2 separate regions of the Athene noctua genome follow, and region 2 is linked to region 1. A link is a contact called in public Hi-C data. All regions are on one chromosome and are shown on one strand. Each heading gives the region's core, a stretch centred on a gene start, on an enhancer-like site or on the middle of the called end of the contact. The rest is flanking DNA. Distances are from core to core; before and after follow the strand shown.

What was found. A called contact is a pair of places that touch in the nucleus more often than the background predicts.
Region 2: a contact with region 1 is called in a Hi-C map of liver, with 5 times the contacts expected there. The contact joins the promoter of HSPA8 here to the promoter of UBASH3B in region 1. A contact is called at or near these places in 2 of 2 Hi-C or Micro-C datasets (heart and liver).

Annotation. Positions count from the first base shown.
Region 1 is chr26:4,165,602-4,172,849 of bAthNoc1.hap1.1, forward strand. It overlaps UBASH3B (ubiquitin associated and SH3 domain containing B), which reads left to right and starts at 2,892. Exons shown (of 14, transcript XM_074927470.1): 1 at 2,892-3,120. The coding sequence starts at 2,960.
Region 2 is chr26:4,317,154-4,324,401 of bAthNoc1.hap1.1, forward strand. It overlaps HSPA8 (heat shock protein family A (Hsp70) member 8), which reads right to left and starts at 3,355. Exons shown (of 9, transcript XM_074927472.1): 1 at 3,226-3,355; 2 at 2,155-2,364; 3 at 1,448-1,653; 4 at 1,201-1,353; 5 at 543-1,098; 6 at 10-212. The coding sequence starts at 2,359. CLMP (CXADR like cell adhesion molecule) reads right to left here. Exons shown (of 7, transcript XM_074927537.1): 7 at 7,112-7,248. LOC141970798 (small nucleolar RNA SNORD14) reads right to left here and starts at 378; the gene lies at 288-378.

The DNA.
Region 1 (7,248 bases), core at 1,642-4,141:
TAAATAATCTCCTAGGAACGCGTTTTCCTCTAGGTAAAGGGATAATATTTGAGTTTCACTGAGGAAAAGAGTAGAAGAGCGCAGAGACCACGGAGGAGCCCGTTGCTGCAGGAACTCACACACTTGCCTGGTTTCGGGCAGCCAGACGCTGTCACACTGGGCAGGAAAGTGATTAGCGGTAATAAGGACATATATAAATTTCTAAGATCAGGCCAGTAGAGAGAAGGCCATGTGAAACAAGTGAGAAAGGTGTTACGTGAAAATCCAACAGCATTTTAGAATAAACTGCTTCTCACAGATTTCATACAGGCACAACCCTTTAATGTATTTCAGGTTTTTTTCACTAGAATTATGGTTAATTTGGGGGACTGAAGCATAATTTTCTGGGTGTTCGCTTTTTAAAAAATTTGCTACCTACCTTTATTTCCTTTCCTTTTCCTATTCGATCACTCAGACAGCTTTCAAGCACAACAAAAGGTGGGAGGAAGCATTATTTCAAGGCACATATTTAATTGTTGGGGAGAAAAAATAAAAAAATAAACTAAAAAAAAGGACCGCTTCCCAGTGAAAGGGTTTTGATATAAAAAAGAACAGTCAGATCAAATGCAGAGGCACTCACTAAAGTTACAGGAGGAACAGGAGGCAGTTCTCTTAGCAGGCTTGAAAAATCACTGATGGACTACGAAATATATACTCAGCTAGCCTAGATGTGTAAACATCCTATTTCTGTTCCTTCTTGTTTGTTGTAACATCTTCGGTGCTCCCAGTGGAGTTAGTTGCAGCAATTCATCCAACCAACAAAACTTCAATATCGTAACTCCTATAACGTGGATTTTTTTTAATTTTTTTTTTTTTTTGGTAAATTGGTCACGTGAATCTGTCACAGCTAGAGGAAAGAGATTCTCATCTGGGCAAAGTCCCTGGAAGCTACTTCCATAGCAAATTACATTTTTATTGTTATTTCCTGATTGAGTAATACAGCTGGAGCAAAAGCATGGATGAGTAAAGCATATCGAGTTAAGTCAAAACACCACAATCCTCACAGATTTCTGTTGGCTGCAAAGCCCCTGGACGTTGATGATGTTCTCCTGGGAATTGCCTGGCAGGTGGGAGCACGGGGTCAGTGTTAATTTGGGATTTTCCTCTTCCCCTTTCCTAGGCCCAGAACGAGCTGTATTTTTGTGGTGGCTGGGTATGAGTTCATCGGTGACAAACCCTTCTGGGGCTCTGGTAACACATGTTTCAGCACAAATATTGTTATTAATAATCCTTAACTCTCCTCCTCCGTTAAAACGGACTAGATTGGGTGCCTGACTCTGATTTCACAGTTGCAAAATGTCTAAGACGGCTGAAATCCATGACTAAACCCTTCTTGGTTTCACCCACTTGACTTTAATGAACTTCTTGCCAATTAATAGTGGGAGCAAATGAAAGAATCAGTGCCTCAGCGACATCAAAGGAGTTAAAAGTGGCTTCAAGAAACGAACAAGAAGGGCTTTGTGCCGTGTCCTTCTGGAGGTTTAATTTCCATGGCGCTTGTTAGCCCAGGCAGCGTGGGGATGACTTGCTGGCCTGATGTCCCTGGGGGGACACAGCCCCCAGCGTGGCACAGGGGGGGCTGCCCGCAGCACGGGGCCGCTTCTCACCTGCCACACCTTGGGCAAAGCGGCAGAAAATGAACAGACAGTTGGGAGGGGATTTTTTTTTTTTTTTCCCCTTTCTCCGTGTTCATTGATACAGCAAAATGGAAATGGGCTGTTTGTTTTCCCTAATGCTAATAATAACAACTGTAGTGATGGATTTGTCACTGCCAACACCGCTTTCCTTCCCTGACATAAACTATTGTACGTTTAAAAAAACGCCTCTTACTGGTTTTTATTTATTTGCGGGGTTGTAATTTCAGGCTGTTTTACACAGCCCTGGGAGCTGGGCCTGCTCTGGGAAGATGCTTAGTGGTATCTGCTGGTCTTTAAAAGCGAAGGGAGGCTGTGGGGTGGAGAAGGGATGAAGGGGACGTCAGGAAAAAGACAAAGGAGAAGGAGGATACCTCTTGCTGCATATAAACCCTTTGCTTTGCACCCCAAACCGGGATCTGAACTGAAGTACAGCTAGGAAGAAAGCAGCACTACTTGTCCCACCCAAGGAACACGCAGCTTTTGCGTGGGAGAGGAGCAGAGCTGTGTCACAGCGACCTGCCCTGGAACAGGCACCCTCCAAGGGCCTGGATTCCAAGGGCCGGCCTGGTGAGGGCTCAGAAGGATGCAGGAACCCGAGATCGAGGTGGAGGTTTTGGGAGCACAAGATTTTTTTTGCCTCCTAACTACGTGTAACCACTAGTGCTGCCACATCAAAGCAGGGCGAGCGGCGGGCCCAGCGCGCCCCTTCCTCCTCCTCTGCTCCTTCGATATCGCGCATTTTCCTCATTTCAAAAAAAAAGAAAAAAAAGAAAAAAATTTAAAAAAAAAAAAAAAAGAGAAAAACCACCAAAATAATTCTTTGTGCACGTGCTTTTGTTTTTTAAACCAAGCCTGCGGTTCTCCCAGTGGTCCTGCTCAGCGCATCACCGCCCCCACCCCGCACGTCCCCCCCGCGGATGCGCATCCCGACCCCCCTCCCCACGCGGGACACACCGTGGGGTTGGCTACCGGCCGGGTTTTGCCCTCGCCCGCCCGGGGGCGGCTTTAAGAGCTGGGGCGGGCGGTTGCTCCTCGCCCGAGGAGCCTTTGCGAAGTCGCCGGTGGCGGCGTGGGCTGCGTGGGGCGCACACGTGTGGCGGCGGCGGGCGGAGGAGGAGGAGGAGGAGGAGGAGGAGGAGGAGGAGGAGGAGGAGGAGGAGGAGGAGAAGGAGGAGAAGAAGGAGGAGGAGGAGGAGGAGGAGGAGGAGGGGGCGGCCCTGCCCCGGCCCCCGGCGGGGCGCTGCGGGTGTGCATGGCCCTGCGTGGCCGGCGATGGCTGCGTGATGGCCCAGCGCGGGCTGCCCGCACCGCTCGCCATGGCTGCCAAAGAGGAGCTCTACAGCAAAGTCATCCCCCGGCGGAACCGGCAGCACCGCGCGGGGACCATCAAACATGGCTCGTCGCTGGAGATCCTGCTGTCAATGGGCTTCCCCAAAGCCCGGGCGTAAGTCGCCGCACGGCTCCTTCTTTCCTCCGCGCACACACACACACACACACACACACCCCCGCCGCCCCCCCACAGCCACCCCACACCCCCTCACACCCCCCCACCCTCCTCCTTTTCCTTTTTCCACGGCGGCGAGAAGCGATCGGCGCCTTTTTTGCTTCGCTGCTCCACACCGCCACGGGCGGGCGGAGCGGAGCCGGCGGGAGGGAGCCCCGGTGGCCGGGGATGCGCTCCCGGAGGCGGGGGGGCTGAGATCCCGGAGCTGGAGGATGCGCTGCCGGCAGCGGCCCGGGGATGCGCTCCCGGGGCGGGGGGATGCGCTCCCGGAGCCGGGGGGGGGATGCGCTCCCGGCAGCGGCCCGGCGATGCTGCGCGGCCCGAGCCCCCCGCGGCCGCCGCAGGCAGCGCTGCCCCGGCTCCGGGGTGGGGGGGGACGGACGGGAGGTGTTGGGGGGACGGGAGGTGTTGGGGGGGCGGCAGGTGCCGACCCCGGGCGCGCCTCGTGTCCCCCCCCACGCCACCCATGGGAACCGGGGTGCTGGAGGGGCCCCCGGGGTGCCCGCAGCAGCCCGTCTAGCATCGCTCGAAAGTTTGGCATCGCCAGAGACGCAATTTTTTACACCCCCCCAACCCCCCCCAGCTGAAATCAGAGCCTGTCATCCCTACACTTGGAAAATAAGGAGTCCGCGGTGCGATGCTTTGCTAACGCGGTCAGCCGGGAGGGAGATTTTCTTTAATCCGTGTACAAGTCAACCAAAAAGGAGCAGAGCGATACAAGAAAAATTTCCATAGTCCAAAGTGGTAGGGTTTTCTTGCCCAATTTAGCAATGCCCTGGTGTAATCTCCCTGCATGTGCCTATGCTTTAAATTAATTAGGCAGCAACCTAATGATAACTTAATAATGACTCTCCCAGTTTCAAACAGAGTGACTCCTGAAGTGGGACTGGGCGCTTTAGGATGCAAATGAAACCAGTGGGGATTTGGGCGATTCCTTGATCTGCTTAAGTTTTCCTTTTGTTTTTGATACCAATCAGAACGTGGCGCTTTTGCAGCCTGTCTTTGTGCAGTTTTCTTATAAATATAGAGATACGCACATGCAGTTTTAAGGACGTATGTCATCGGTGGGTCTGGGAGATTGCCGTGGACCCACTAGCACATACAGAAGATCTAATGAGTGTTTTCCATTGTCCTTTGCATTCTCCTTATATCTGTCAGGGATACACAGTTTTCTGTTGAAATCAACGTGCAGCGTTTATATACAATGAATGCAAATTGAGATAGCAGGAGACTGGTGACTTCATGCTCTGCTCGTTTGGAAAAAAACAGATGTGCCTCTTTCAGTGTAGCTAGAGAGAAAACAGCTTGATACTATGAATGAAACTAGTTACTACCTGTACAACAGTGCCATGGAGGCTGACAGTCAGCCCGCGTCTTACCTAACCATTAGCTGAGGAACTATGTCTGTGGTTCGTATTCTTGCCCAAGGAAATGCTAACATTTGACAAAAATGGACCTAAAGCTTCATTATACAAGATAGGGAAGGTTAAACTATGTCTATGGTTCATGTTATTGCCCAAGAAAATGCTGATGTTAGACAAAAATGGACCCAAAGATTCATCATAGGAGATAGGGAAGGTTAAACACAGAGAGACAGAGAGCAAGCCAGAGAAAGGGGTAAAATATCCCCGGCTGCAAAGAGTACTTATTGCAGATAGAACCAGCCAGAGAGGTAAAGCTGTCGATCCTAAATTCAAGACGCTGCTCTATAACCCTGTTTGACAAATCAGCTGTGTGCTGGGAGGGGAACCACTTCCCCGACCTGAAGTAGCAGTTAGTGCCCCTATTCCAGCCTGCTGGAAATACTACGAATAATTCATCATTAAAATTCAGATGAGAAGCAAACCAGGAATTCACCCAAACAACCAAGTACTGCCACCGAGGGTACCCTCTGGAACGGCACACCGGGTTGGATGTGTGAGATAGGACCTCACGGGAAAAAGGACATTCCCTAAAGGTCACTGCTTCCCAGAAGCTGCTTTCTAACTCACAGCATATTGCTCTGCAAGTGGGGATGAAAGAGATTACCGAGTTGCCAAGGAGGTGAAAAGACCCTGTCTCCCAAGGACGGTATTGAGAAGTAGCCTTGGAGCAAAGCCCTTTTGAATCTTCTCCCAAGACTGTCCCACCCGTTTTCTACCCCAAAGCCACAGTTAGAACAGGGGACAGAGAACGGAGCGAACCGGGGGGGTTCGGATCTCTGCCTGTAGATCCTCTGTACAAATACAAGCCAGGCTGATACTTAAAAGTGGTGACCATCTGTTTGGATGGCTTACGCACAACAAAGCTCCGAGTTGTCAGACTAGTCTGTCAGGCGTGTCACAAAACACCGTGGCTCTTGGCATCAGTGGCCTCCTGGCTTCTTGTTAAAGCTGCGGCAGGCGGCGGGGGGGTTGATTGGGGCAGGGGACAGAGAGGGTCCTTGAAGCCAGGGTAAGAGACACAGGCGCTACGTGGAGATCACGAGAGTGCTGGTTTCAGCTGTGGTGTTGAGAAGGTGCTGAGATCCTGGGAGTACTCACACTGCCGAACGTTCAGCTTCTAATTCAGCACGAGTAACTTCACGCCTCTACCAATGGACTGGTCAGCTTTTGCCTTTTAAAACCTGAAATCATCAATTATTTGATCAAACTTCTCCATGCTTACAGTTTATAACAGCAATAAGAGCTCAGATGGGCAGGATGATCCTGGGCTTGTGCTGCTGACAGGAGCTGAGGAGTCTCACGTTTATTTTATTCTCCTGGTTCTGTGTTGCTTTGGGCAAGCCACTCATCCTGTGCATGCTAAAATAATCAAAGGTGAAAGACTAAACATGATTCCCAAGTATTACGGGATGTTAGTATGGACTAGCTCAGTTAAGGGTAGAAAATGCTGTGAGCCAGGCTGAAACCAAGAGACATCATCAGCATTTACGTTTCAGGTATCAAATGCAAAACTGCCGTGGATCTTTTGTTCAAATCAAGGCATTTATTTAATAAGCCTTTATTTATCCAGCCTGCCTGTGGTTTATGGGGGATTGGGGATAAAGGGTCCCTCAAAGAAGGACATATCCTTCCTTTCTGAACTAAGATAAATTGAAATGAATGGGGCTCCACTGAGGTCAGCGTCCCACAGCACAGACTGCGACCCCAGAGGTTTTCGCCACTAAAGTCTTTGTCGGCACAGGTAGAAGAGCAGCTCTGCTGTGTGCTCCTGGACAGACATCTCTCTGTCTCTTTTCCTCCTTCCCAGCAACGGCTTCAGTTCAGCTGGGCTACTCGGAATTACTTGGTGACACAGCGACATACACAGCACCTTTGGATGCATTTACCTGGGGATGGCAATTGCTCAAACCCCGGTAGTATGTCATCGTTTTGGACTATTATTGTGATGAGCTGGTCTATTTGGGGGTTTTTCGTCAGCGCACAAACATTCTTTTTTTTATTTTGCAATTAGCCCATTATATTACATACTGTCTAGTCACACAGGAGGAGGCTGTCCCTATCCCACGTAGCTTCTGATTTCAACGAGGCAGGCAAGCAAAGGTGATGTTATGATGGCCATTTTGCAAGCATTTTAGCCAGGGTCACACAAAAGTCTAACCAGATCCCCAGTGTCTCAAGACCCTAAACGCAAGAGCGGCTTCCTCTAGAAAGAGATTTCACACAACTATTATTTCCCTCTTGCCCCAAAATATTGTGCCTCATCTCGCTGTGGATCTGCTGTCAACAGTTGCACCCACAGATCTCATGTGACTGCCGGCATGTCTCATTATTGTGTGATTATCCCTATGTAGGTGTTGGTAGTCTTCCTAAGAGTTAAGGAGAAGCACAAAGTAGTTTACAGGCCACTGAAACCACAGGGGATCCCTTAAAACTATTATGCATGTACAACCAATTAAAAAAATCTATGCGTAGCATGTATCTCTGTAAAACAAGAAAATGTAGTGATGGGCTGCAATTTCTTTTGGGATGGAAGAAAGCCTTTGATCAAAATTAAATAACTAATATAGGGATAAGCAGTTGAAATCCTCTAGCCTGCATGATGCAGAAATCAGTGTGGCTCCAGAACCTGCAAGTCCAGTGATTC
Region 2 (7,248 bases), core at 2,105-4,604, 150 kb after region 1:
CTTGCTCACCTGGATGAGCACACCAGGCTGGTTGTCCGAGTAAGTAGTGAACGTCTGTGTCTGCTTGGTGGGGATGGTGGTATTGCGTTTGATCAGGACCGTCATGACGCCTCCAGCGGTCTCGATACCAAGAGACAGAGGGGTGACATCCAACAGCAGCAGATCCTGTACGTTCTCAGACTTGTCTCCAGACAGAATAGCGGCCTGAACAGCTGAGAGAAGAAAAAAAACAAAACCGTGAAGAGCCCTACAACAAATGCACTGCACACTACAGTTAAGCCCACGGCTCGCTCAGACATCCAAGGAAGGTTTTGGCCATCATTAGTAGACTTCTGGTGGAAACTACGAATGGCTTTGGAAACTGATTCATCATTGCAAGTCACAGTAAGCTTCTTACTGTTTTGAAAAGCTTTACTCAATTCAGATGGAAGACCTAGGGCCTACACTAGTACCACTCTGAGACTTCAGATAGTACACCAAGTTGGCCAAGACCACCACCCAAACGGTTTTAGCATGCAGATGATGCAAATTTTTGTCATTACCTGCACCATAAGCCACAGCTTCATCAGGATTGATGCTCTTGTTCAGCTCTTTGCCGTTGAAGAAATCCTGCAGCAGTTTCTGAATCTTTGGGATACGAGTAGACCCACCAACCAGCACAATGTCATGGATCTGCGATTTGTCGAGCTTGGCGTCCCGCAGGGCCTTTTCCACAGGATCCAGGGTGCCACGGAACAGGTCAGCGTTCAGCTCTTCAAAGCGAGCTCTGGTAATGGATGTGTAGAAGTCAATACCCTCATAGAGAGAATCAATTTCAATACTGGCCTGCGTGCTAGACGACAGAGTACGCTTTGCACGCTCGCATGCCGTGCGGAGGCGACGAACTGCTCTCTTATTCTCACTGATGTCTTTCTTGTGCTTGCGCTTGAATTCAGCGATGAAGTGGTTGACCATGCGGTTGTCGAAGTCTTCTCCACCCAAGTGAGTGTCACCTGCAGTGGATTTCACCTCAAAGATGCCATCTTCAATAGTCAGAATTGACACATCAAAGGTGCCGCCTCCAAGGTCAAAGATAAGAACATTCCTTTCGGCACCAACCTGGAAGAAGAGATCTATTTTCATAATGCAATTCATTTTTTACTGCTAGTTAAGCAGGCTTACTAGTTGGGCATTGAAGACAGTAATCACTCCACAGCATACCTTCTTGTCCAGACCATAGGCTATCGCAGCTGCTGTCGGCTCATTGATAATTCGCAGTACATTGAGTCCTGCAATGGTTCCAGCATCTTTTGTAGCCTGACGCTGAGAGTCATTGAAATAGGCCGGTACAGTCACTACAGCATTAGTAACAGTCTACCAAAAAAGCAAACAAACTGTCAGTTATGTATGTTAACTACACACATAGGTGGAATTATTCATTACATTTCACTCGAATCCTAAACCTCACCTTCCCAAGATATGCTTCTGCAATTTCCTTCATTTTGGTTAAAACCATGGAAGAGATTTCTTCTGGGTAGAAACTTTTTGTCTCGCCTTTGTACTCCACCTGGACTTTTGGTCTGCCAGCATCATTCACCACTGTGAATGGCCAGTGCTTCATATCAGACTGGACAACAGAATCATCAAACCTACGCCCAATCAACCGTTTTGCATCTGGAAAAGAATAATTGGCCATATTAAATGTGTTCATGCACCACAAAACCCACGAAGCTCATCCCAGAAAATACATAAAATCCTAGTACACTACACTTAATCTGCAGTTATTACTGTCTTGCAAAGACTCAGCTGCAGGCACCTGCTTACAGACGTATCACCCCTTGGATATGCTAACTCATCGCTATCACCTCAGCCACCACAGCAAACGCTATGGCTCCCGTACCACAAACCACAACGCAGCCTAGGAATTAGAACGGGATACTTAGTCAAGGCCACTTAACACACCCTGCAGCAAAGCAAGTTTTTAACTGTAAGGTACACTTATTCAGTGCGTAATAAAAGCCTAACTATTAGTAATAGTTTTGTATTATTCAGACTAAAACCAATTAAGACATTTCAGTTTCCAAGAGGAAGCTTTAACCCTTCTACTGGTCAACAATTCTTATAACCAAGTAACATTTACCACCCCCATGAAGCATACAAATCTTCCAACCTCACCAAAAACAGTATTGGTTGGATTCATTGCAACTTGGTTCTTTGCAGCATCGCCGATCAGCCTCTCTGTATCTGTGAAGGCAACGTAGCTTGGCGTGGTCCGGTTACCCTGGTCATTGGCGATGATTTCCACCTTCCCATGTTGGAATACACCAACACAGGAATAGGTAGTGCCAAGATCAATGCCGACAGCTGGTCCCTTCGACATCTTGTCTGAATTAAAAAAAAAAAAAAAATTTGACCTGTAAAATTCAACTCGAACTGAAATTAGTTCATCAGTTAACCCACGTTTTAGCAACTGCTCATGAGCGCGCTGGGTTAACTCAGTTCACCGCTTTATCCGCCGCGGCCTAAGGCCCCACCACGTGGTCCAGCGCCCGGCCCGGGACTACCGCTCCCATGGTGCACCGCGCCGCCCGCATCACGTGGCCGTCGGCCGACATCTTAGGCGCTGGGAAATGTAGGCGCCGCTTTGCGGGGGCCGAGCTTGGCACAGCCCCAGCCCCGCTGCGACACCAACCCGCCCCGCGCCCGCCGGAGAGACGCAGCGCCCCCCTCCCAGGCCCCCCGCCACCACAGGGCGGCCCTGCACGCCCGCTCCTTCCCCCTCCCCGCCCCCGGGGACTACAAACCCCAGCATGCTCGGCCCCCCGCCCCACCTCTCCGCCCTCCCCCGCACAGCCCCAGGCGCTCCCGGCGGGAGGTAACATGGGCGCCGAGTCTCCTCTAGCTATCCTCCTCCCCCCCCCCCCCCCGTTTTAGCGGAACAAAGGGAGTCAAGCGAGGAAAATCGCCCCTAGGTCTGATTTCGCTTAAAAAAAAAAAAAAAAAAAAAAAAAAAAGGCGGCAGCAGCGAACAAAGCTCGACAAACCGGCCACGCTGAAAAAAAAAAAAAAAAAAACAAAAAACCCGACACAACACCACCGCAGCGCCCAAAGGGCCTCCACCCCCCACACCCTGCCCGATCCCCCACGACTCAGCAGCCCCTCCCGGTCCAGGGACAGATCACGGCCGGGCAGCTCCCTCCCTCCCTCGGGCCGCCACCCCCTCCCCACGCCGGCCCGCCCCGTTACCTGAGCGGCGCGGACAGGCCGGAACACGCGCAAATGAACCGAGGCGGCCAACACTGCTACTCAGAGACTGTGCGGGCGAGCTCCCCGCCGCTTTTATAGGGCCCTCAGAACCTTCCAGAAGCGCCCGCCTCTCTTCTCCGCTCCAGCCAATCAGCTCGCGGATTCCGCCACCCTTCCAGCCAATGGCCGCCTGCCGGAACCCACACCCGTCGTGACGCACGCAGGAAGGGGGCGTGCCCGCCGGCCGGCCGGTATTCTCGAACCTTCATGCGCTTTCGCCTCTCCCCCACCCCAACCGCTTCCCGCTCCGCAACGCTCGGCCCCCGCCCGCAACGGACGGAGGCGGGGCTTCGCCTGCGCGGGAGCCAATCAGAGCCCTCCAGCGGCCGCATGCGGGTGACGACACCGACGAGCGTAGGCTGAAGGAGGGGGCGGGGGCAGAGAAAGGGCGCCAGAGGGCCAGGAGTAGCCAATCGCAACGCGGCGCCGGAGGCTCGTTTGCATATTTCGCGCGCGAGGGGGAAGGCGCCGTGGGGCGCGAATGACCAATCGGGTAGCGGGGATGGCGGGCTCATTTGCATAGAGCGTTGGGGCCGGCGGGAAGGGGGAGCCGGGCCGGGGGGGTCACAAAATGGCGGCGCCATGCGGGGAGCCCCGGCCCTCCCCTGGCCCCGGCCGCCCGCCCCGCAGCACCCCGCAGCAGGCCGCTTCCCTGCTCCTGCGGCCGCCGTCCCGCCGGTTGCGGTGGGCTGGCAGCAGCCTTGTTCCGAGCACGGCTCCACGGCAAGAGTGGCCGGTTAAACCCAACTAAGAGCAGAATTAACGGCAGGAGAATCAAATCCAGGCAGAAAAGAGGCGTTTGGCTTTCCAGTAGGAAAGCCGGGGGTGCGGGGGGGGGGCTACTGTGGGAGATGCCCTCTGCCCTGAGAGGAGCGGCAGCATTTCTCCTTTTGTATCTCCCAGCTCGTTCCCAAAGGCCTCCAGCAGCGTTTGCTTCAATAAATCTCACTGCAAGACCCTGCACGGGCAGCGTGTGGCTGCTGTAATCCTCCATGTTCTGTTTCACAAAGCAAAAGGCAATATTCTGCAGTTCCTTCCCACACCCTCATTCTCCCCCAGGCAGAGGAAACCACGCTGTCTGCAGCGTTTTAGGGCAACGCCGGTTTCTCTGCAGAGCAGAATCCGGCCTCCACAGAACCCCCGGGTTTTCTCATCCCATCAGCAGGTAAGGGACAAGCTGACAGCCTTTCCTCTGCCCGTGCTGCTCCCTGCGTGCTCTCAGCCTTCAGTGGAACGCGGAGAGAGGCTCTGAACGGTGGAAAACGGGGGTGCTCGGCGTCCTTGGGGATCAAGCGAGCGGATGGATGACGGCAAACGTTCAGCTGGTCACAGCAGAGCCTTAGGCTGAAAGCTGATCAAAGGTCATAAATCATGTAAGGTCAGGCTCTAGCAGGAGTGCTGTGAATTGCATCAAATGTTTACACGGCATAAAATGCTGAGCAGAGGGAGTCACTAGGAGGAGGGTGACAAAAAAACTGTATCCTGGCCAGCCTCTGTGACCCTGTGCAGTAGGAAAAAGGGCAAAGGAACTTGGATAGTTGGGGGTTAGAATTGCATGGAAAAGCATTTTTGGTGCTCTCTTAATGCTGCCCACAGGGTTAACCTTTGACAAAAAACACTCCTGGTAACTGAAAAGTCCACTATGGGGTGGGCACTAATAAATCTCTCTGCCTTATCCCAAACAAATGACTGTGCTACTTTGCTGTGTGCAAGCCTGCATCCCGAGACAGATCAGTGTCAACGTCTCTCTTTCATGGCAGTTTTGAGTGACCTCTACTAGGGAACATGACACAGTTACCCTGGATCAGTTGACAGCTGGTAACCCATTATCAGACCACTAACGTGGTGCACATTCTCACTGCCACACGCCGCCAGGCTCCTGGGGGTGTGCTGACCCATGGGAAGTCACTCGTGTCAGAAGTCATTCGTGTCAAGCAGCAGTTTGCGGCTCTTATTCGTGCTCTGCCACACACAGGGCTGGAACCTGGGACCTCTGGTTGACAACAGACAGCATGGCTGGAACTTGAGTGTACAAGGTTAGAGACGGGAGCAGCAGCAGCAGAAGAAAAGGGGCTCCATATTGTAGGGTGCTAGATGTGACTTTTCTGTGCCTTTAAAGATAAGGGCTGTCAGTACAAACTGTCACCCCATATCTGAGCAGGTACAGCATGCAAAGTACACTCCACCCTTTCCGGAGTACGGGCTGCTGGAGCACTCAGCTCCCAGGCTCCACGGGAGATGCTTCTCGGGCACGCAGCCCTAACTTGCACTGAGCACACCGTGCGCCAAGTCTCATGGGAACCATGCTGTTAGCAAGGGATTGCCTTTGCTTTGGTTTTGGTTTGTTTTTTTTTTTTTTTTAAATCATGGGGAGAATTTCAGTAGGACCAATGAATAGCATTACCTCCACCTTGAAATTAAAGAGTGACATTTAGATGTGCAACCGTACTTCTCACAGCAGACTGATAGCAAGTGAAGGCAGCCTAAACCAACAGTGAGTCAGCGCAGGGAGGAGGGCAGTTTGGCAAATGACTCATTTCATTAGAAATTAAAGGCTGTTAACTTACTGGACTAAAGTAGCTCATTTACTGTATATCAGGAAAATTAAGGCTCAGCAGGCTGGACACTGACAAGTATTCTGTGTGTTTTTTTTTTTTTTTTTTTTCCGACAAATGATGGATTCCAACGTTATTTTTTGAAGCTGATTTAGTACATCAAGCACTGCTGCTTCTTTAAGAAACAGAATTGGCAAGAGAGTGGAGATTATCAAAGACACACTTCCTGTTCACAACAGCAGCATGTGTTATTTATACAATACTTGCATCTGCACACCCCAGCTGAAGTTTGAAAAATCACTCATTACCAAGGCAGCCCCTTCCCTCTCCCACTGTGTTCTCCCCCTTCTGGGTGTCAGTAAAAAATGATTCAGGTTAAAAATAACCCAAGATACCTGATACCGTACAAAAGTATGGAATTGCACAACGTCTCTCAAAATATGTATCGCTTAATCAGAATCTTGGATGTCACCAACTCAGGAGGGAGTCAGTAATAGCGTTTTCTCATGAGTCAGGAGCAGACAGGACACACCTATGAGACCACTGTGTTGTCACTGTGTTTTCTTTTAAATACTGTGTAATTATGTCGCAATTTTAACTCCCAGATTTCAGTAAAAGAAGATTGCTGATGTTGGGAGACCTCTGTGCAAAACACCCCCAGGGAAAGAAGGCTGAAGCACTGTAAGAGAAATCAACCACAGTCACGTTTAGTTACCCTAAATTTCACCTACATCTCCCTGACCGGAGATTCCTGTTAGGCAGTTCAAAAATGTTTATCTGCAGAGAAGATCTAAACTGTCTGAACACAGCTCTTAGTTGTTCAAAGTTTGTCTTCTCGTGCCCAGTTCAGGAGATGAACTGAAACGCAGCGGGTGGTTCAGGAAGGTCAACAGATGCAGGAGTGGGAGGACAGTGTCACTGCCCAGTATCACTGGAGTTTTGTATCTGTGCTGGCACTGTTTACCATATTAGCTTGAAGCATCTACATCCTCAGCCAAAACATCTCAGGTGAAATAGCTGCATGGAAGTCAAAACACCATTTACTTCAAAACACCCCAAGGTTTTGTGTGTTTCATACCGTGCCATGTAATTTAGACTGAAAAAATACCCAGGAAAAAGATCAGCTTCCCCACACTTTCTATGTAAATATGCAAATGGTCCTTGTTAGCTTAAAAATGGTATTTTTGACTCCATACTTTTTTCCTTGCATTCAACTTGACAGCATGTAACACATCATACCACAGAAGACGGAGCATTAGCACAAGTTTAGTTGAGCTGTAGCACTTCAGCTGCAGCACATTTATTTATAAAACAACCAACCAAGAAAAAAAAAAAATTATGAAACATTGATTCAAAGGAATCAATAATAAATATTCGCTTTCCTCTGAGTTGTTCAGACACAGTACAA